2 separate regions of the Mus musculus genome follow, and region 2 is linked to region 1. Evidence: chromatin contacts called from public Hi-C data. All regions are on one chromosome and are shown on one strand. Each heading gives the region's core, a stretch centred on a gene start, on an enhancer-like site or on the middle of the called end of the contact. The rest is flanking DNA. Distances are from core to core; before and after follow the strand shown. Region 1 has its middle 14 kb from the start of Gm33263. Region 2 overlaps Rhobtb1 (Rho-related BTB domain containing 1).

Evidence for each region. Hi-C and Micro-C count contacts between places; a contact is called where the count stands out from the background.
Region 2: a contact with region 1 is called in a Hi-C map of liver, with 2.6 times the contacts expected there. The contact joins two enhancer-like sites. A contact is called at or near these places in 2 of 484 Hi-C or Micro-C datasets (embryonic stem cells and liver), 1 of 115 datasets of contacts at active chromatin or transcription factors (heart atrium) and 2 of 9 other capture datasets (adipose tissue and liver).

What each region holds. Positions count from the first base shown.
Region 1 is chr10:69,162,780-69,168,522 of GRCm38.p6, forward strand. It overlaps a transcript of Rhobtb1 not described here. Among named protein-coding and RNA genes, the nearest start is that of Gm33263, 14 kb to the left of the region's middle. Within about 2 kb of position 3,267, at least 18 of the 459 cell types and tissues checked have an H3K27ac peak or open chromatin away from gene starts, as enhancers often do. A contact at or near this core is called in liver, where this site is marked.
Region 2 is chr10:69,286,920-69,292,581 of GRCm38.p6, forward strand. Rhobtb1 (Rho-related BTB domain containing 1) reads left to right here. Exons shown (of 11, transcript NM_001252637.1): 10 at 2,031-2,136; 11 at 2,601-4,872. The coding sequence ends at 2,770. Among named protein-coding and RNA genes, the nearest start is that of Gm40685, 22 kb to the right of the region's middle. Within about 2 kb of position 2,017, at least 6 of the 459 cell types and tissues checked have an H3K27ac peak or open chromatin away from gene starts, as enhancers often do. A contact at or near this core is called in liver, where this site is marked.

The sequences.
Region 1 (5,743 bases), core at 2,017-4,516:
TGCCCAGGAGCAAGGCTCCTTCATTGTCCCTCCTTTCCAGCTTGCCAAAAATACAAAGGCGTTTATTTCCACCACATCCTACACAAGATTAGGGAAAGGATGTGTGTGTGTGTAGTGTGTGTGCATGTGTGGCGTGTATGGGGTGTGTGTGTGATATGTGGTGTGTGGTGTGTGTGTGTGTGTGTGTGTGTGTGTGTGTGTGTGTGTGTGTAGTGTGTGTGTGTAGTGTGTATGCATGTGTGGCGTGTATGGTGTGTGTGTGTGTGTGTGTGTGTGTGATATGTGATGTGTGTGTGTGTGTGTGTGTGTGTAGTGTGTGTGTGTGTGTAGTGTGTGTGTACTTGAAATTCCCAAGCATGAATGGTGTTTTTATTTCTATTTCTTTGGTTAGCTTTTGTTTGGTATTTTGTTTTTCTTTTGAGGCAGTCTTTTGTAGCCTAGGCTGGCCTCAAACTCATTTTGCAGTTAGAATTGCCTTGAACTTGTCATTTTCCTGCCTCCACGTCCCTAGTGTACCACCACGCCCAGTTTTATGCAGTGGTGATGACTGAGCCCAAGGCTTCCAGAATGTTACCCAAGCGTTCTCCCTACACGCCCACCTCTCCAGCCAAAGAGCACATTTTGTTTGGTTGGTTGGTTTGCTTTGCTTTGCTTTTGCTTTTACATCACATGTTTTATCCTTAGTTAAAAATGCACTCAAACATGACAGTTGGCACTGTAGCAAGGCATTGATACTGAATTCTCATGGTGTGGCAAGTTCTACACACTCTTGTACCATTACAATATTTGGATGTGTTTGCACCGCATTGCAAACTCTTATCTGTCATCCAGTTCTGGATCAGATCCATTCAATGTGGGCAGACATAATTATGCGGTTTAATTCATTTAAACGGACATATTTGCCCCCTCCCCCCATCTTTCTCACGGCAATAGTGGCTGTTCACCATCTTGCTATTACTCCAGATCTTCCAACAGTTCTCTGCATCATGCAGAGTCAAAGGCTCTGGCCTCCTAGACCACATTTCCCTCTCTCTCTCTCCTCCCCAATTTTAGTCTGTCCCAGACCCTCTGCGTCTTTTAAGTTCAGCCTGCCTCAGGGCCTTTGCACGTTCACTTACTGTTCTCCAGTATGACTTGATCGCATATAGCTGTCCTCAGCTTCTAGTCTCTGTTCAAACGTTGTTACACATACCGCCACCCCCTGCTTTTTTTCCTTCCCAGTTTACTCCTCTACATGACTTATGTCTCCCTCAGATAAATTTCACATTTAACTCCCTTTTCCTTTTTGGCACATGAACTACGAGAGGGTAGGGATTGCTGTTGGTTTTACCTACTGGTATCCCAAGTGCTGCACTCATGGACAAATATTAGTTATGTTGGCTTATATCTTTATTAACTTTTTTTCTCTCTACCTTGAACGCTTTATTTTGCCTTCCTTTCATTTTTTTGGTCTGGTATTCTACCTTTATCCTAGTTCCATTATGGTAAGACCCAAGTTGCCTAAGTAACTCTAAGCAGAAAGAGTAACTTAAGAGGTAGGATAAAAGCTGATCTCAAATGGTACCACAGAGCCATAGTGACGGAGGCAGCATAACCCTGCCATGAAAATGGACATATTGCAAATGGAAAATGGAAAATTTTGCTCCCTGTTAGATTTGGGAAGCAGATGACATTTCATTTTTCTTGTCTTTACCCCTATGGAGTTTAACAGGATAAGTCTGCATTTCAGCCACTTTCCTGGCCCTAATATTTTTGTGATCAGACAAGAACACGGTTAGCACTTAGATAGTAAGTTATCTAGTACAAATCAGGTTCCCAATGAGGACACTCTTGGGCGAATCATGATGGGGTGGAGGATTGGAAACACCAAGCCTACTGATAGTTAATGAAAAGAAAAAAATGAAGATATTTCCTTTATAGCCGAGAACATTTTCCTCCACACATAAAACAAATATCGGGCACTTAATGCTGATCCAAGAGGGGGGAAAAAATCTACCTTCCCACAACTGGAAATATAGTTCATGACAAGGATTTTTTCTTAGTGATGTCATGTGACACACTGGTTAGAATAGCAGTGTCTGAGACATCTCTGGCCAGCCATTTCTCATTTCTCAGTAGAGGAGATAGAATCTCTGTATCTATGCCTTCCATTAAAAGGCATGAGGAGCTGCTAGAGAGATGACTCAGCGGTTAAGAGCATCGACTGCTCTTCCAGAGGTCCTGAGTTCAAGTCCCAGCAACCACATGGTGACTCACAACCATCCATAATGAGATCTGATGCCCTCTTCTGGTGTGTCTGAAGACAGCTACAGCGTACTCACATATAATATAGAATTCTTTATATATATATACCATTCCATGTTTTATCATTTCGCAGAGGGACCTTGAAAATGTTAAAGAGTGCTGGGTGGATTCCAGGTTTGCTAAAGTCAAGTCTTCTAAACAAGCCTCCTTTCAGAAAAGGATTCCAGTCTCTGCTGCTCAGTTCTCTCTTGTGCCCTCTAGTGGCGTTTCTAGGCATAAGGGAAAAAAGTATGACTTTACCTGAAAAACCCACAACATTGTGAGCAGTGCCAGAGCTATAGGACCTTGATTTGCCTCTCTGCTGCTGACCTTGCCTCTCAGGTTGGCACTGCGGTCTGTTTAGCGTAAATATGCAAAGACCACCACCTTCGATTGTTATATCAGCCTCCATCTCCATTTGCCACGTGCAATAAAGCAAAGCCCAGAGCGAGATAATATATCTTCTACCGAATTAAAGAAAACCTGGACCCCTATTCCCTTTGCAATATTGTGCCCCCATTAGTGAGAGATCTTACGCTCTTTAAAAAAAAAAAGCCTCTTGGAAATGTCCCAAGGGATGTGAACAGCTAAGAACTTTGTCTCAAAAATGGAGGAGCGAACCAGTAAAATGTTTTAACCTAGCTGATAGCTCCCGAGAAGCTTTGAAGGATTCTGAAGACACCATTAAAAATTAAATAAAAAGCCTCAGCTTGGATTTGTGCATGCTTCAATAGGCAAAAAAGTTATATTTAATGCAGAGGGTGTTGAATCTGAATTAGTACAAATATTATTAATTTAATGTTCATACTGCATTTTATGGTTTATAAACTGGTTTGCCATAATTTTATACACTTTCCTCACAGTGGCACTATAAAATATATCAGCGTTTTATTTTTTCCGCTTGATGGATGAGGCGAGCCTTAATAAGTGATTCATTTCTTTCCTGTGCATATTGGTTAACTGGTAAATGATTAATTTATGTCTACATGAACTTCATCACTCAGAGTATTTATTTAAGTGTGAGTTGGTATTTATTTTGCCTGCAAAGCATTACAGTATCCAATTATATATGCATGTTTTAGAGGCAGTAAAGCAGGCACCAAAGGCTAATGCAACATTAAGTCAGATTTTAAATCCATAGTAAATTCCAAGTTAAGGTATTTAAATCAGCAGCCCCCCTTCCTCGCTGCTCATGAGGGTGAGAAATGGCTCCTCTCTAAAACAGCAAAGGGGCACCTGGGCAGTCACCAAGGAAAGACGCATTGAGATTTTTCAGAGTTCAGAATATTAACTAAAAAAAAAAAAAAAAAAACAACCCAAAACACTGACCCATTACTTTCAATGAGGACAGAAAAATAATCAAGTTCTTTCCATAAATCTGCCTGCACAACTGTTTCCTGACCGACTGTGGAGCTCTTGATTTGCCTCCCTTTGGTCTTCTCTTAGTGGGCTTTGTCAACTTTGCACCCTTAAAGTAACTGTTTCCGTGATCACTGTTTCCTTTCCTACTGTTGTGGCTGGAATCCTCTGGACAAAAGCATCTTATGGAGGAAGAGCTTGTTTTTGCCTCACAGTTCAAAAATCCCACAAGCGCCGGGGAGTCAAGTCCGCCTACGTGGGAAGCAGCCAGTCACATTTCATCCAAGCTCAGGAAGGAGAGTGGGGTGACGAATGCGTCTTTCTGCCTTCTCAGTTCACACTCTCTATTTAACCAGTTCTGGACGCTAGGCAAGAAACGGTGCCATCATAGACGGGGTCTTCCCATAACAACACAGCCATCACCCACAGGCATCCCAGTCCCGCCTCCCAGAGGATTCTAGATTCTGTAGAGCTGATTAATGACGTCACACCATGCTTGTATAGAGAAGCCTGGGTAAAACCACATACAAGGATGTGCTGGGGTCCGCTTTAAAAGACCTGCAAGTTCTTTTGCTTCCTCCTCAGCACTATCTCCAGGGCTGTGAGTTAACATCTTTCCCAGTGTGGAAGGTGACTAAACTCTAAGATTCCCAAAATGTTTCCTCCCTCAGCTCTGATTCAGCTGCAGGGGGAGCAAGGTGGGGGGTAGCGAGGGGGCCGCATCACACTGCTTCTGATGCCCCTCTCCTGCCGCTTACACCGTGATACCGTGATGTTTCTCTCACGATACCCTCCCTATCATGATAACCAGGAAATGATGTCGCTACCATGATAACCCCTATCACGTTGCCCCTACCTGGATACCTCTGTTATGACTCTTCCATCTTGCTGTAAATTCAATCCAACAATTTAGGATGGAGAAGCAGCAGAAAATTAATTTTATTGAGTCAGCTAGAATATGCTTTCTTTATGTGCTTTCTGTAACCTCCCTTATCTCCAGACCTCAGAACTCTTTGAGACAATTAGACCTAGACTTAAAAAATAAATACATAAATTTTTCATTGCAAAAACTCCCTGTCCTGGTGTCTCCTGAAAAAAAAAAAATCTCAAAAAGTCTAAATATTGACAGGGCTACACGTTGTTGAAGGCAGCTGATGGGAAACACATTGTGTGGGTGAATACGTCAACTCTTCCAAGACACAGGGATTCTCTCTCGAGTGTAAAATGTACTTTTGGAATCATTAAGTACTTCAAATCCAGGAAGTGTTCTGAGGCAATTTTAATGAAAATAGTTTTCTTCTTTAAAACATTTCTGTACATGTATAAATACACGTGATGGCCCGTTACCACACGTTTAAGTTTGTGTGCTTTGCCACGTAGACAAAATGTTAACAAATTTTTAAACAAGAGACATTAATAGAAAGAAATGTCACTGAATTCTCCTCTGTGGGCTTTTGCTTAAGGATTAAATATAGCACCAACAAAAGAGATCCAGAGCACAGCTTCCTCACTCAGAATTAGCCGACCCGGTTTCCTGGATTATTTTTATATAGTAATGACTACACACATATATGGAAAGAGAAAATATAAATACTCCAGCCATCTTACTTGCTGTCAGTAAAACAGGAAAAGATGTGCATGCAATAAAAATAAATGTCCCGAATATAAAAAGCATAGAAATCCCATGCTTTTGAAACCCCTTTCATCTGGTTTAGATGTCTGATGAGACACTGTCCCACCTCTCCAGATTGCCCAGATAGCCAAGATCTCCCAGCATTCCTTGTGAACCACAGGCTGAGAATTGTTTACAGTTCTTGCTACCCCCACCCCCTCCTGTCCATTTATTTGACATGTATTACAGCTTCCAAATTGGAGGTGTCATTTTCCCCCTTGGGAAGTCCACGTCCTTATCTAGCCTTATGAGAGGGTTGTGAGCTTATATCACTTTCTAGTACACAGTGAGCTAAGTGGGTGGAGAACCAGATAAGATTTCTTCCGTGTCTGTCTTTTCTATAGTCCTGTCTCATAACATGAGACACAAGCGGGTATGGTCCCTCTTTCTCAGGTACTGTGCCTGGTCCCTCGGTTCTAGTACGAGAGA
Region 2 (5,662 bases), core at 767-3,266, 120 kb after region 1:
CATAAGGTGCATTTGTACGTGTGTGTGTGTGTGTGTGTGTGTGTGTGTGTGTGTGTGTACATATGCATACTTCATAAGTGCATTTTCCTTTCTTCCTGTGGAGTTTGGGTTTCTTTGTTCAGGGCTGTGCTAACTAAGTCTTAGGTCAGGCCATTTAAATGGACATTTCCCAATCACAGGGGAAGAGGTGACCTCAGAAAGGGGACAGTGGAAGTATAGCAGGTGTTGCTCAGCCCAGCCAAGTGTGGCCATAGGCGATCGCTCCATTCATGGGGAGGAGGTAGACTGGGACATGGAACGGCCAAGTCCCTCTGGCTTGACACTTGACAAGAGTACTTGTTGTATGATTCCCAAATCCCTCAAAGATCTCCAAGCAGCAGATTCTCTGCTTTGAAAAGTAAGTGAGAGAAATAGACATGAACACAGATTCCTAAAACCCGATCTGAAAACCCATTCAATGAGGGCCAATCACGCACTGCAGTAAGAACCCCAAGGCTTCGCCAGAACTAGCTGTCCAGAATTCGATTCTCTCCATAAGCACCCTGCATAGAAGAAATTGGAATGACTCAGAATGCCCTACTGGACAATTCACTGGGAGTAAAGATGTGACATTTGCTGTCTTCCCTCCTGGCTCCTCCCCACCTGCCTATACACCAGTCTGTGGTATGATTACTAAGCCCGTCCAAACCCAGCAGGAAGTGACCATGATGCCTGTATCTTAACCCATCCTTTAGCCTTTAACCCAGAGAGGGTTTCAGTTAGCGGAGCCCTGATCCTTTGCTGTTGCTGACTTCCATGGTGTAAATTCCCCCACTGCGACCGCTCTGAACGCCAAAGACTGAGTCACTGAGCTCAGGTCGGGGAAGCAAGTCATGCAGCCAGTTCTCTGAGCTAGGACAGAACCACACACACACACACACACACACACTGCCCACCCAGTACCCCACTGCCCCAATCCTAAACTCAGACTTAAACTGAATACTCAGAGAAGCTGGAAGGACCAGCCTGCAACCATCTCCATGACTGGGGTTATGGGTTCTGTCTCCTCGGAGTGGCTTTCACAGGATGAATAGCCAAGCATCAGAAGAAGGGAGCTGGCTTTCCCAAGTTCCCCATTAGCTGAAGAAATACACAAGATGTGTGAATAAGGGCAAGGGTATCCTACCAGATCAGAGGAGACATGGGGGAGTGGACCATCTGGTTTGGGGACAACAGCTGTCACCTCCCCAGGCTCAGAAAAGCTGGGTGGTGTATTCAGATTCCCCCACCTCACCCAGATGCCCCTCTTACACAACCCAGAGGGCAGGTACAGGGCAGCCACTGCACACTGCCTTCTCCTCTTTCCATCTTTGGCCCCAGGCAAGCTGAGCTCTGACATGTGACACGGAGTATTCCATTGCTAAGGCTCCGTAAACAGAGATGACATCGTTTCTATCTGCTGCTGGCTGGTACTGTCCAGAGGGCACACATGGTCACCTATCACCAGAAGGGCCAGAGGGCAGGCCGGGCAGGAGAATCAGGCATACTTGAAACTTTCTGTGCAATATGGAGTTTATTTTGGGGACCATCTATCTCAGGAGGGAGCAAGGGAGGGTACATGAACACTGTATGTGGCTGACATCAGAGCCACAGTCCAAGTCAAACCCCTGAGGTCTAAACAAGAGCTTTCCTGTATTACAGGCCTTTATCTTCCTCCACCCCCTCTCCCACCCTCATAATGTTTCTAGTTTCTTTGGAGGCTTGCTTTAATCTTTGTAACATTTATTGGCCACGTATACATGCACACTTGTGTCCATGTATGTATGTATGTATGTATGTATGTATGTATGTATGTGTACATGCTACAGCATGCCTTTGGAGGTCAGGTGAATTGCAGGGGTCGGGTCCCTTCTACCTCCATGGGGGCCTGGATATCAAGCTCAGTTATCAGGCTTGGCCGCAAGCACCTTGACCTGCTGAGCCATAGCACTGGCCCATTGCCTCGCTTCAGCAAACAAGAGTCTGAGCCCAATCTGGTCCCCTTCCTGCAGTTTCACAATGCCAATCAGCTAGCTGCCTGGTGTTTGCATCACATCTGCACCAACTACAACAGCGTCTGTTCCAAGTTCCGCAAGGAAATCAAATCCAAGTCAGCAGGTAAGAGCATGTCTGCGAGCTCCCTGCCATCCATTGCTTGCCCTCTCTAGATAAACCCCTTGGGAGGGGCCAGACTCGGTGGTCAGTTCCCTTTGAGTGTGCGGAAGTCACACATTCAAGTGACGTGACCCAGAGAATTTTCGGTTAGGGGAATCTCTTTGCAGGATGTCTTACTTAGAGAAGAAGGGAGTGGAGTTGAGGGTACCCCACTGCAGAGCATGCCAACATAAGGCCTCCCCTCATTTAGGGGTACACAGCCAGGGTCTAACTCTGAATAAAAATCAAGTGGTTTTGGGTCTGTGTGCCTAGCATAGAGTCTACACATTAGACTTTAGTCTCAGCATCTGTGGGCAGCCATGCCAGCATGCTGGGAGGTTTACGAATGGCAAAAAGCAGGACTGAGCATCCAGGACAGTCTTCGGGCAGCAGGAATCACGGGCAGTCTCTTCCCCCTCTCCCCGCAGACAACCAGGAGTACTTTGAGCGGCACCGCTGGCCCCCTGTGTGGTACCTGAAGGAGGAAGACCACTACCAGCGTGTGAAGAGGGAACGAGAGAAAGAGGACCTGGCGCTGAACAAGCACCATTCAAGGAGAAAGTGGTGTTTCTGGCATTCGTCCCCAGCTGTCGCCTGAGGAGGAGAGAGGGGACCGTCACCCGCTAAGGGCCACCTCCACTGTTGACAGCTCTACTATAAAAACCAGTCTCCTTAGCCATCCGCACAGTTGGGTCTGGGGCCCTGGCTTTTCCACTCGTGTGCATTTACCTCCACCAGGATCAAAGCACAAGCCCTGCCACCAATGAGCAGGGACATAAAAGGAAAGCTGACTGACTCTGAAGTCCTTCAACCAGAATGTCCTTTTGGTTTTTTTCTTTCTTGGTTAGGAAGCTACTACACTTCAGTCCGTTACTTTGTTCCTTTTGATACAAAGAAAAAAAAACAAAATCCAGCTTTCGTGTCTCAGATTCCAGATTGGAGAATATTTTTCTATGGACTCTTGTATTTCACTGAGGTGACAATACTGTGTATTACTTTATTTTATAGGCCACACATTGACCACGAAGCTGCCCCCCCCCCCGTGACTCTTTCAGCCCACGTGACCACTGAGCATCACTCATAATTACAGAGTTATCCTTTCGTTGGGAGGTAAAGGGTTGAGCTGAAGAGGCCTGAAGTATTCAAGCTAGAAGCGCTTAATCTTTGCTCTGATGAGCCACGTTGGTATAATTATGTATTTACAGGATCTCCTTTTTAAGTGCTAGTAATTACATGGTTATCCGTGCCATATAGCTACAGTGAGGGCAAATATCCTACTGTTTAAGAGGTCTAGATTCAAAGAGGACAATCCTTACAATCATTACAAGGGCTTATTCCACCCCAATCCTATCAGGGGCATGACTGACTGCCGGACCCGGGTCCCTACAACGCCATTCGAGTCCTACCATTGGATAACTATGTCAGGGTTGGTGACTTAAAAGTGCTCTGTGGTTTTGCTGTGCCTTCACCAGCAAACCGTCCTAGGGCCTGAACAGAGATAAGGGAAAGGGAAAAGGCTCATCCCACTGTCTTCAGGTCAATCACCTCGGCCTCACACCTGAGGCCAACTTCACTTTGTAAGACAAGTTGTTGTTGTTGTTGTTGTTGTTGTTGTTGTTGTTCTTTTTGTTTTTTTAACTCTTCCCAGGGAAAATTCAGGTCACCACTAAAGTAGGCCAAGGCAGACCACCTGCTTCTCCACTCGGTCTCACCACAGAGCCTGTGAAAGCACAAAGCTAGGGGCCAGGTCCTGCCTTCTCCAAGCAGGGAAAGGAGCCAAATCCTAAGAGTGTGGGGAATGGTGCTATTATGTGGTAATTCTGACCCCGGGTCCCTTGGGAAGATCAGTGTTAGAACAGAACTTGCAAAGCAGGGGAGCTCTCAAGCGGCATCAACGTCATTGCCTCTCTGCAGATAAAATGTTACAGTATAATATACACGTGTGTGCACACACACACACACACACACACAATCATCAGAGAGTCACAGCTCCACACCTGCCACGGGATGTCGTGTGCTGGACACCGGGGCCCATTCTGTTGAGAGGTCACCTTACTGATGCTAAGGGCTATTGATTTTTGTTTGTTTGTTTGTTTGTTTGTTTTTGTTTGGGGGAGGGAGTTTCTGAAGACAGGAAAGAGTCAGTTGAGTCCAAATGCCATATGGATTTGAAAAGCTGTGTAGACCACAGGCAGGCGTTTTGTTTCTGGCATGGCCACATACCAGATACAAGAGCTTAGAAAGACCCAGGAAGGCATCACCCTCTTGTGGCAGAGAGGGAGCCGCAGGGGAAGGGGGGCGGGGAGGGGGACAGCTTATCAAGCCTTCCCCCTTAACTTTGTTAATAGGGCAAATGGCTGACGGAAAGAGAAGGTGGGTGGAAGGAAAGAGTACACGTCAAGACTTGAGGAGAAGGAACATATAGCCACCTAGAGGTTCTGTTTTCAGTGAGTAGGCCTAGTTGAACTTCAACAACCAAAGCTCCATCCGCTTGTACTCTTGCCAAAACACAACAGACACATACATGAACATGGGACGAAAGCAATAATATCCTCTCGTGTTCTTCACAGCTGCTGGAACCAAGTGGCTGGTTCATTTGGTTGACACTGATCCGCCTTTAACCACGATGGTTCGTTTTGTGTTTGTTTGTTTTTTTAATTTCACAGAAAGCAAATAAAATTGTTTAGCTATAAAAAAAAATGCCTCGACTTTTGTGTAAAATCCTCACATGTATTTTAATAGCATTTTGAAAGCTACCAGCCCCAAAGGTGTTGCACCCTTGGAGCCACCTGTTGAAACCAAATGGTGAATGACTGCCATTTGTGCTTAGCTATTTTCAGCAGAGATTCCCAACATGTAGATGGGGCATGTGCCCCTTGGCTCTTTCTTGAACAATACCATGGCTCACTTAGTCTTAAGGAATGGAGACCATGACATCTCCATTCTGTTGGAATGGTTGCAGTGGGAGGTTTGCAAATCCTCACACAATTAAATATAAAAGGTCTCTACTGGTAGGCCCATGAGGAAGTTCTTCAAATGCAAGTCTGAGAAAGACTCTGCAAGGCGCTATCTATAACAGCTAGATGTAAGGTTACCAGAGCTTCCATGGAAGCAAGGGCTTTCATGAGATCTTACGGAGGGGCTGAGTTCTTTGTAACTGCATGGGGAAAGAGTCGAACCTCGCTCAGACAAGCATAGGAGACAAGCAGTGAAATGCATCCAGCACCTCCCGTGCCAATACACAGCTCCACTCATGCGACTTTGCACGTAGGCACAGCAGTGCAGTCAGAACCTGCACACAGTTCTACTGTAAATTCTTCCTGGAAGCCTGAAACCCCTGCATGGGTCTTAGTACCTCTAGAGAAGCACCTTGGAGATTGGGGGGGGGGGGGCAGGGCACAGATCCTACTGGTTTAGAAGGAGCTGAAATACTCTTAGATGCCAGCAGTCAGCTTCAAAAGCTCAAAGATCCTAAAACTCCAAGTTCTCC